2 separate regions of the Mus musculus genome follow, and region 1 is linked to region 2. A link is a contact called in public Hi-C data. All regions are on one chromosome and are shown on one strand. The core of a region is the stretch at or near the end of the contact, and the rest is flanking DNA. Distances in the headings are between cores, read along the strand shown. Region 1 holds the start of Il34 (interleukin 34). Region 2 overlaps Vac14 (Vac14 homolog (S. cerevisiae)).

Region 1 (5,096 bases), core at 1,874-4,373, 160 kb before region 2:
TTTCTAACAAATAGGTGAGGCCGAATGACTTGTTTAAGGGGACACCGTGGCTCTTGGAGTGCATTGAGCAAGCAGGTAAATAGGGAACTGCCTTAGCCTTGTCAGAGAGGCTACTGGGGACTGAGAAAAGGAGGGTCAAGTCAGGACCCTGAGTCATTGGTTTACTCCTCCCTCTGTAAATCCCCTGCTACTTGGATCTAAGAAACTGCCGAGCGGCCTTCGCTTTCCCCTGACCTCACGGGGCAGAGGGTTTGCAGATGTTGCTTCCTTTGGAAGATCTCTTGCCAAGAATAGCATTCCTGTGGGGAGGGGGTTCTAGTTGGCCTGCTCCTGGAATGTTGCTGTTTTGGGTTTGTATAAAATGTATTGCTAGCAGGACATCTGCTGGAGCTGGGGGTGGAACTCCTGGTTCCCTGGCTCACAGGGAGAGAGAGAGGGCTGATAGCCAGGATGTTGGCTGCTCCCAGCCTTTCTTGAGAGCCGGAAATGCTGAGGTATCTTTTTCTTTCATCCACCCGGGCTTTCCGGATCTGTTAATTCCTTGCTTCTGTTTTCTATTCAAAGTAGAAATGCCGTGTTTGCATGAGTCACCCAGTCCCTCATCTACATATGAAATACTGTATATGTGTGTATATTTTAAGTTTATGCATGCTTAAGATTAATATCTTGAAAGCTTGTTCAAAAAATGCTGTGGGAGAGCAGATTGTTCAGTGTGGGGCACATGGTAGCAATTCAGTGAGCACTTAGACCTGTGGCTGTTGGTTTTTGTATTTGGGGTCCTGAGTTCTAGTGAACTGAAGACAGCACAAGCCAGCAGAGCTGTTTCTTGGGAAACTTGAAAAGCCAGCATTGGAAATGCTATCCCTAGGTTGGAGGGGAGGGTGTGGATAACCTGACATTCCCCCACTCGGGACCGTGAGCATAGTCTTGAAGCCTTGAACCTAGAAGAACTTAGGGCCATGTCTGATTTCCTCAGGTCAGAAAGCTTGGGAACTTGTGGGGTGGGGGGACCCAGGAAATCCCAAGTCTAAAAGCAGAGGCAGGGTTGACAGTCAATGTGTCACATTGGGAAATGAGAAGAAACATAGAAACGTGTCACCATGGCTCTTGACCCAGCTCAAACATAGAACTTGTCTAGGTATCAGAATAGACACCTGGTAACCCACCCAAGATCCTTTTGAGTATTTCTGAGTCTGGTGTAATCAGACCTAAACCTCACTAGCTGTGACTAGTGTTTGTTCAAAGCAAAACAGCAAGCATTAGTTGAGTTTGGAAGTTACAGCTTTAGAAAACAGACAGATGAACATCTGCCTTGAGGTGGCTGAAGGGCTGTCTTCACCATACCCTGCCGGAATCCAGAGGTGGCCAGCCTCTGTTTCTGGCCCTTTCCTGGCTCTCACATTTGCAACCCACAGAGCCACCCAGCAGGCACAGCCCCTTCTGAGAGACTAATTGTTGAGATTTCCCTTGTTGGGTTTTGTTTTTACATTTTACTTAGTGGGCATATATAGACATGTACATAGTCTCTTCCATGTGGGACTTTCAGATCAAACAGGTTTTCAGGCTTGGCAGCAAGTTCGTTTACTGGCTGCATCATCTCGCCAGCCCAAGAGTTGGTCTTTGATAAGGTTTAGGAAGAGTTTCATAGACTCCTTTTGAAAGGCCGGAGTAACGTGTGTGAATGGGACAAGTGCTAATATTTACTACGGGCTTCAGGGACTGGTGCTGTCCGAGAGACACACTGGGGACTCTGGCCTTTAGGTAGGCCAGGCTGTAACTAGAGAAGGCAGCTTTGCTCGTGAAGCTTGGAGAAACATCTGCAAGAGGCCATGTGGCAAAGAAATCTGTGGAAAAGCAGTTGACAGTGGAGTCTGATGACTTACTTGAGTGTGGCTGTGGTAACAGGAGGGTTGGCTGTCCTGAGCTCTGCAAGACCTGATGCCATCTTCATCCTGAATCAGCAGCCTATAAATTGAGCACTTGGAGGAAAGAAAGGACAGCACACCAGGTCCAGAGGCTCTGAAGAGTGGCATCTTGTGGCTGTGTCCCCATCTCTACCTCTTCTGTCTGACAGGATAGCCTTGACAGAGCTTTTGTGGAGGGCCTTTGTGGTGTGGTCCCAGTAGCCACTGCAAGGGGGGATGGAGAGTTAGCTGGGTGCATACCAGTGTGGGCACATTGTCTTCCTGCAAGTTCAGGGAATCCAGTTCTCTCAATCTAATTAAGAACGCCTTTCTTGAACAACACCATTCATTAGCATTTAGAATAGGGCAAGCCCTTGTGTCCAGATCAGCATTCCCAGACTAAGCTGTGTGGAGTCCCTTGAGTGGCCCTTTACTGAGAGAGGCTGTGTTTAAGTTGAGGAAAGCTAGTCTTCCTCCCTTGTTGATAACGATGCCTTCAAAACACCACCACTACCATTGCTATGTCTAGGTGGAAGAGCTGAAGGATCTTTCAGGGGATGGAAGTCACCACCTGTAACTACTCCAAAGACAGTCATAAAATTAGGGAAGAGTGGTGGCACAAGCCTATAATCATAGCACTATAAAGTCAATCTCTAGACTAATTTGAAGCTAGCCTGGGCTATACTGGGATACTAAAAGGTTGGCAAAGAAAGAGATGTTGTCCCAGCTGCACAGGGCCTTGTCACTATTACCAGGAAAGCAAAAGTGGCTATGTCTGCAGGTGTGGCTCAGAGTCTTCAGAGGTTCCCATGAGGGTTGTCTCAGGCTTTGGTGTTAGACCTCAGTAAGCAGCTGTGTGTGTTCTTGGGTAAACTACCTCCCTGCGCTCAGGTCTTGTCTGTAGACAGGTTAACAAGCCAAACAAACAAACCAAAAAAACAACAAAAAAAACCTCTCCTAGGTCCCATCAGCTGTACTCAATTTTGTAATGAAAGAGGTATTCCAGGTATTAAAGAGAGGACCTGGAATTTTCCCCTAAAAACCAGTTCAATCTACATAGAAACTAAAGATACCCCAGATTCTAGAGACACCCCATATTCACCCTCAGGGCTGTCCCCTTGCCTTGACTGACTGTGCTTGATGCTCCCTCCTACTCCACACTCCAAGACAGGCTGGGGCCATGTGGCCCCGCCCCACCCTGCCCTTGTTAGCTCCGGTTCTAGAAACAAATCTGAGCTGCTGTAGCGTGTGTCCCCCGCCCTCCGAGAAGACTGTAGGCTGAACACACAACAGCCTGTCCCACACAGCATTTACTGCCACAGCCCCCAAGGCACCTGCTCCAGGCCTTGAGCTGCTCAAAGCTTCCGGCGACGGCGACTGTAGAAGCCCACATCCTGGCAGGTGAGCAGGTAAGCAGAATGGATGGGTTTCTTTCACAAGGCTGCTCCCTCCCCGTCGCAGTCTCTGAGGGCCGATTTAACAGGCAGAGAGACTTGAGCCCCAGTCGATAAGGTGCTGGCTAAGAAGCTCTGAAATGGTATGAACTCTGCTGCGGGGTTTTTTTTTTTTTTTAATTTTTTTTCATCCAATGATTTCGCAGCCTTGCGGGAGAAAAATAGAGCTGTATAACTTATCAAATTGACTTACCTGTGCTTCCGTCCTGGTTCTGTCAGTTGGCAAATGCAATCTCTGAGTGCTTTTGGCTTCCTGGAACTGAACATTGCTTTAGCTCTTTATACCTTATTGTGCCATGTGCATGAATTATTACTTGTATAAACTTCCTTGTCAAAAATTAATTGAGGCTAGCTGGCATGGTGAGGCACTCTGGAATGCCAGCACATGGGAGGTGGAGGTGGGAGAATTAGTCACCCTTGGTTACTTAGCAAGTTCAAGGCCAGCCTCAAATTAAAAAAAAAAAAAAAAACTTTAAAAGAAAGGAAAACACAGGGCAGGGAGAGAAGTGTTTGCAGGGTGCTGAGGACCTGAGTTCTTTCTCTAGAACGTGTGTGAAGAAACACTGGGCATGGTGGCATGTTTGTAATCCCTGTGCTGGGGAGGTGGGGACAGGTGGATTCTTGGGGCTTGCAGGCTGGGCAGTCAAGCCTGCTTGGCTAGTTCCAGGCCAATGAGAGACCCTGTCTCAAAGAAAGGTGGGCAGTGACTAAAGGAATGGCACATAAAGTGATTCTCTGCCCTCTGCATTGCAACACACACACACACACACACACACACACACACACACACATACACACGGAGAGGGGGGAGGGAGAGAGAGAGAGATTGCATAGGTGAGCCAGTGTTTTAGAAATTATAATGAAGTGCTTCTACTTTTACACTTTGCTTTTTGTTTGTTTGTTTTGGGTTTTTTTTTGTTGTTGTTGTTGGGTTTTTTTGTTTTTGTTTTGGGTTTTTTTTTTTTTGAGACAGGGTTTCTCTGTGTCGCCCTGGCTGTCCTGGAACTCACTCTGTAGACCAGGCTAGCCTCGAACTCAGAAATCTGCCTGCCTCTGCCTCCCGAGTGCTGAGATTAAAGGTGTGCACCACTGCCCGGGTTTTTGTTTTTGTTTTTTTTTAATTAAACAGGGTCTTACTGTATAGCCCTGGCTGCCCTGGAACTTGCTATGTCGACCAGGCTAGCTTCAAACTCTGCCTGCATCTGCCTCTACACCTGGCAATAACCATTATTTTAACAATCTACGTGGCGTTGGCCACATTCACAAACTCATCTCAGAATGTCTTTGGTCCCAGTGAAGTTCAGTTGTTCTTAGAATGTTTTTGCAACCAGCAACTTGGCCTCCGTGGAGGACTGTGAAAATAAATTCCATCTCAATGAACATATTCAAACCGCCACGCCACCTCAGCCGCCTTCCACAGCATAGACCTAGGAGGTCTCAGGAGGAGCAGAGAGAGACCTCAGGAAGCCTGTAGGTGCCTCTCCTGGTCCCCACTGCACAGCTGCTGTGGTGGATTGCAGGGGAAACATGTGGTGCAGCATAGTGAGCCTCAGCTAAGCTGATGGATCCCGTGCGCTTTGCACCTCTTGCTGGGTCTGGCAGGCCATGGGCTCTCACTACATACACCTCAAGTGCCTTTCCTGTGACATGGAAACGAGAACACCTGTGCAGAGTTGGCAATGAGCCACCACAAGTAAACATCTGTCTTTGTCAAAGCTTCAGGGAAAGGTACCAGAGC
Region 2 (4,696 bases), core at 609-3,108:
GGAATACCGAATGGCTGAGAAGCATCTGAAAAAATGTTCAACATCCTTAATCATTAGGGAAATGCAAATCAAAACAACCTTGAGATTCCACCTCACACCAGTCAGAATGGCTAAGATCAAAAATTCACGTGACAGCAGATGCTGGCAAGGATGTGGAGAAAGAGGAACACTCCTCCACTGCTGGTGGGATTGCAAGCTTGTACAACCACTCTGGAAGTCAGTCTGGAGGTTCCTCAGAAAATTGGACATAATACTACCAGAAGATCCAGCAATACCCCTCCTGGGCATATATCCAGAAGAAGTTTCAACTGGTAATAAGAACACATGCTCCACTATGTTCATAGCAGCCTTATTTATAATAGCCAGAAGCTGGAAAGAACCCAGATGTCCCTCAATAGAAGAATGAATACAGAAAATGTGGTACATTTACACAATGGAGTACTACTCAGCTATTAAAAACAATGGATTCATGAAATTCTTGGACAAATGGATGTATCTGGAGGATATCATCCTTCATGAGGTAACCCAATCACAAAAGAAGTCACTTGATATGCACTCACTGATAAGTGGAATTAGCCCAGAAACATAGAACACCCAAGATACAATTTGCAAAACACAAGAAAATCAAGAAAAGGAAAGATCAATGGGTGGATACTTTGTTCCTCCTTAGAATAGGGAACAAAATACCTGTGAAAGGAGTTACAGAGACAAAGTTCTGAGCTGAGATGAAAGAATGGACTATCCAGAGACTAACCCACCTGGGGATCCATCCCATAATCAGCCACCAAACCCAGACACTATTGCATATGTCAGAAAGATTTGCTGAAGGGACCCTGTTATAGCTATCTCATATGAGGCTATGCCAGTGCCTGGCAAATACAGAAGTGGATGCTCACAGTCATCTATAAGACAGAACACAGGGCCCCCAATGGAGGAGCTAGAGAAAGCACCCAAAGAGCTGAAGGGGGTCTGCAACCCTATAGGTGGAACAACATGAACTAACCAGTACCCCCCAGAGCTCCTGTCTCTAGCTGCATATGTAGCAGAAGATGGCCTAGTCGGCCATCATTGGGAAGAGAGGCCCCTTGGTATTGCAAACTTTATATGCCCCAGTGCAGGGGAATGCCAGGGCCAAGAAGCGGGAGTGGGTGGGTAGGGAAGCAGGGCAGAGGGAGGGTATAGGGAATTTTCGGGATAGCATTTGAAATGTATATAAAGAAAATATCTAATAAAAATAAATAAATAAAAAGACACGAGAAAACAAACAAAAAACAAAACAAATAGGAAAAGCTGCCAAGCCTCCTTCTCAAACACATCTTCCATCCTGCCAGCTTCTCAGTCTAAGCTGTTGTCCCTTCTCCCCAGCCACACGACCTTCCCCTAAAACCATTCTGTATAGAGTAGCCTATTTCCTCAATCTTCTTCATCCCTAAAATAGATATAATGGTTCTGTCAACCCCAGGACTAGCAGACCCAATGGTCTGACCAAGGTAAGCACAGAGCCCGGCTGTGGGAGCACTTCACCATTCACAGTGGCTTGGTCCCCTACCCCTTTACAGTTCTCCTGTCTCCTAGAAATCTGCTGGTTACTGTGTTGTCTGCCATTAAAGTGTATTGAAGTCAGGATCATATTTAAGGGCTGACTTTTTACATTTTCTCCATTGGCTCCCCAGGCAATGGCTCAACGTTGAGTTCAGAGGAAATCACTGTAGAAATGTCATCCACCTTAGGCACAGGTGCTAATGCTTCAAAGAAGCAGCTCCAGCAGGCAGGTCAGCAGACACAGCCCACGGGAGAACCATGACAGTTCTCTCCCAAGGGGTTGGCAAGGCAGGCTATGACTTTGCTCCCTGGCCTGCACTGCCCCCCCGTGGAAGCCTGTCCTATGACACCTATCCTGGGAGAAGGTGGGACCGTTCTGGTGCCTGTGCCTGGATCACTCTCTCGCCTGCTGTGCCCTTCCTTCCTTCTTCTTCTCCATGCCTCCCCTGCCCAGAGTCGGCCTTGCCTTGGATAAAGAAAAGATGTTGGCAAAGGGAACTGCAGCCCCAAAGCCATCACCACACACGGCTGGGTTTCTAGGATGTGCATCTACAGACCTCCAGTGGCTTCCCATCTTTCCCAAAGGCCTTCTGTCCAGAGGCACCGGGGAGAGGGTGCCTGTGGCCCTTCAGGTTTCCTCAAGTATCTCCTCTGTGTATCAGAAACTCCCCCAAGAGTGGCCTCAGACAGTTTCCTTGGGTCTCTGCTGCAATCTCTTGCACCCAGAAAGACTTAGACCACTGGCTTTTCACAAAGCACTTACTTGGCTGAGGTGAAGACATTGATGCCACTTCCAAAGCTGGAGTCACAGGAACCTGGACCTCCTGTGGGAAGAAGAGGGACAAGGTGATGCTTCCTGAAGCCTGCCTACTTGTCTGTAGAGACAAGACCCTGTTCTCTCCTCCTCAGCACCCACTCCTCCACTGAGGCTCCTGAGAAGGAAGCCAAGGATCCAGCACTTTTACAGGCCCCAGTGCTCAGCTAGGCTCAGGGCTCTCACAAGCTGGGGACACACTCATGCTGAATACAAATGGGACATTTCAGAAAGGTCTGAAGGTCCAAGGGCAGTGGCTGTACATGACTTAGGTTATGTAACATCGTGGCCAGCAGGGAATGCAGGTCAAGTTCACAATATGATGCTATTTCTCATCCACAAGGAGGGCTAATGACGAAATGCAAGAAAATGCGAGTGTTGGCTAGGTACACATCACTGGTGGAAATGTGAAGTGGTGTTGCCACAGGCTGTACAACAGGCTGGAAGCTCCTCAGAAGTTAGACACAGGTGCCCAGCAGCTGTGGGCACCTGTGTGCCCTCTAAGAGCCCCACCCAAGAGCAATGCAAGTCTGTATCCTGTATCTTATGCTAGTGTGACCACCTACCATAGTCAAAAGGTGGGCAGAGCCCACATGCCTATGCATGGATAAACAAACTAAAATATTATTTAGCAATAAAGAGCAACAGGTTATATAATGGATGAACTTTGACATGCTGAGTCAAAGAAGCCAATTCCAAAACTACATAGCAAGATTCCATTCACTGGAAACGATTAGAATAGACGAGTCTGGAGACAGAAGGTAGGTTAGAGGTTACAGAGTGCTGGAGAATTTTGGGAGTATGGGGTGTGATGGGCAAGGACTTTAGGTTGTTGATGATGTCCTAAAATTGGCTGTGATAATTATACAACTCAGTGAATGAACAAAAGTTGCTAATTGTACATGTTCAGCTGGGTATGTAGAGTCTACAAAACCTCAATAAAAGGGTTAAAATGATTCTGGGAAAGAATTGTAACCTTGAACTCTGCACAAGTCCCTTAGCATGTGGCCAATTCAAAACCTTTACTATACTTAGCTTTCTGCTGCAAAACTCAAGCAGGACAGGACTGAGATAATCCCAACCTTTTTCTTTGGCGCTTAATTAAGTTATCTAAAGAGCCAAGACTTTGCGCATCTGGAAGGCTGCCAGTGGGCTCTCTTCTAACCCCAGTACTGGCCAGGCAATGGCCACAGCTCAGAGCATGAAGGAAAGGAGGAGGGGTCAGCAGCGTGAGGTGCTCAGATAAGGGGTCAGTACCACCATTCAGTGCTGAGCCAATGCAGCCCCAACAGGATGCACTGCAGACAAAGTACTTCGATTGCATCTTTCCCAAGTGCTTAACTTCAGGATGCATGAGAGAAATGTGAGTCCAACTCATGTGGAGAGGTGGTCAGCAAAGTGACCAGCCAGCCCTTCATAATTGTCAAGATTAGAGGTGATTCAGAGGACAGCAATTGGTGTAATGTGGAGTTTTACCTACAAAGGGACAGGAAGGGACAAATGGGGTCAGCAGTGTCCTAACATATTTCCAGACAGCTCAGAGAATATACATAAGGATCTCTTTATTCATTTTCTGTACACTTAAAGTGATCTTCTAAACTGAGGAGAATATATAGACTATGGCGTGGCAGTCGTGTGGGGCTGAGAAACTGAGGATACCTCCATGACTGCTCTAAACCAGACAATAGCAGGAGCCTGTGATTTTCCCAGAGTCACACACACACTGAGAAAGAACAAGAGGAGGCAGGGGGCAGACAGAGACGGAGAAAAAATTGTCATAGTTTCTGCCTGGGATTTTTGTCACAGTTACCTGCCCCCTGTATTCTAAATTTTCAGTGCTTCTCAGTCAGGCTTGAGTTCAAAATTTCTTGACAAGGGTGCATGGTGACAATTTCTCAACCAGGCCAACAGGCAAAAATTATAAAGGAAAAGACCTGAGAAGCTAATGGAAATTGAAACCTGATTTTAAAGTTGCTGGGAGAATACATTTATAATGCTTTCACTGTCAGAACCAACACAGAATCAACACAGCAAACAATTTCTCCAAGTCAAGCCAAGAAAAGTCACTCAGGGATGCATCTGCCTAACATGAATGAAGCCAAGGGTTTGGTTTCTGTTGCACACCCATGTGTACACATGTAACACACACACACACACACACACACACACACACACGCAAATAAAATAAAATAAAGGAAAGCAGCTGAAAGGTGAATGTTCAAGTTCTTGACAAAGCAGCTTATTCATTTCTGTAGCAAATGCTTCCATGGCTGTTGGGATGCATTGAGGAACACTTGTAAACAGGCAACAGATGTTAGCTCACTTACTGTGACAGGCTGA

What was found. A called contact is a pair of places that touch in the nucleus more often than the background predicts.
Region 1: a contact with region 2 is called in a Hi-C map of cerebral cortex, with 4 times the contacts expected there. The contact joins the promoter of Il34 here to the enhancer-like site in region 2. A contact is called at or near these places in 4 of 39 promoter capture datasets (the C10 cell line, the HPC-7 cell line, cranial neural crest and 1 more), 1 of 15 datasets of contacts at CTCF or cohesin (pro-B cells), 13 of 484 Hi-C or Micro-C datasets (the C10 cell line, CD4 T cells, the HL-1 cell line and 9 more) and 4 of 9 other capture datasets (adipose tissue, embryonic stem cells, liver and 1 more).

What each region holds. Positions count from the first base shown.
Region 1 is chr8:110,803,951-110,809,046 of GRCm38.p6, reverse strand. It overlaps Il34 (interleukin 34), which reads left to right and starts at 3,123. Exons shown (of 7, transcript NM_001135100.2): 1 at 3,123-3,313. It overlaps Gm15895 (a long non-coding RNA gene), which reads right to left and starts at 3,851. Exons shown (of 2, transcript XR_003947455.1): 1 at 3,552-3,851; 2 at 1-2,129.
Region 2 is chr8:110,643,428-110,648,123 of GRCm38.p6, reverse strand. Vac14 (Vac14 homolog (S. cerevisiae)) reads right to left here. Exons shown (of 19, transcript NM_146216.3): 10 at 2,306-2,366. Among named protein-coding and RNA genes, the nearest start is that of n-TGgcc10, 14 kb to the right of the region's middle. Within about 2 kb of position 1,858, at least 16 of the 459 cell types and tissues checked have an H3K27ac peak or open chromatin away from gene starts, as enhancers often do. A contact at or near this core is called in cerebral cortex and liver, where this site is marked.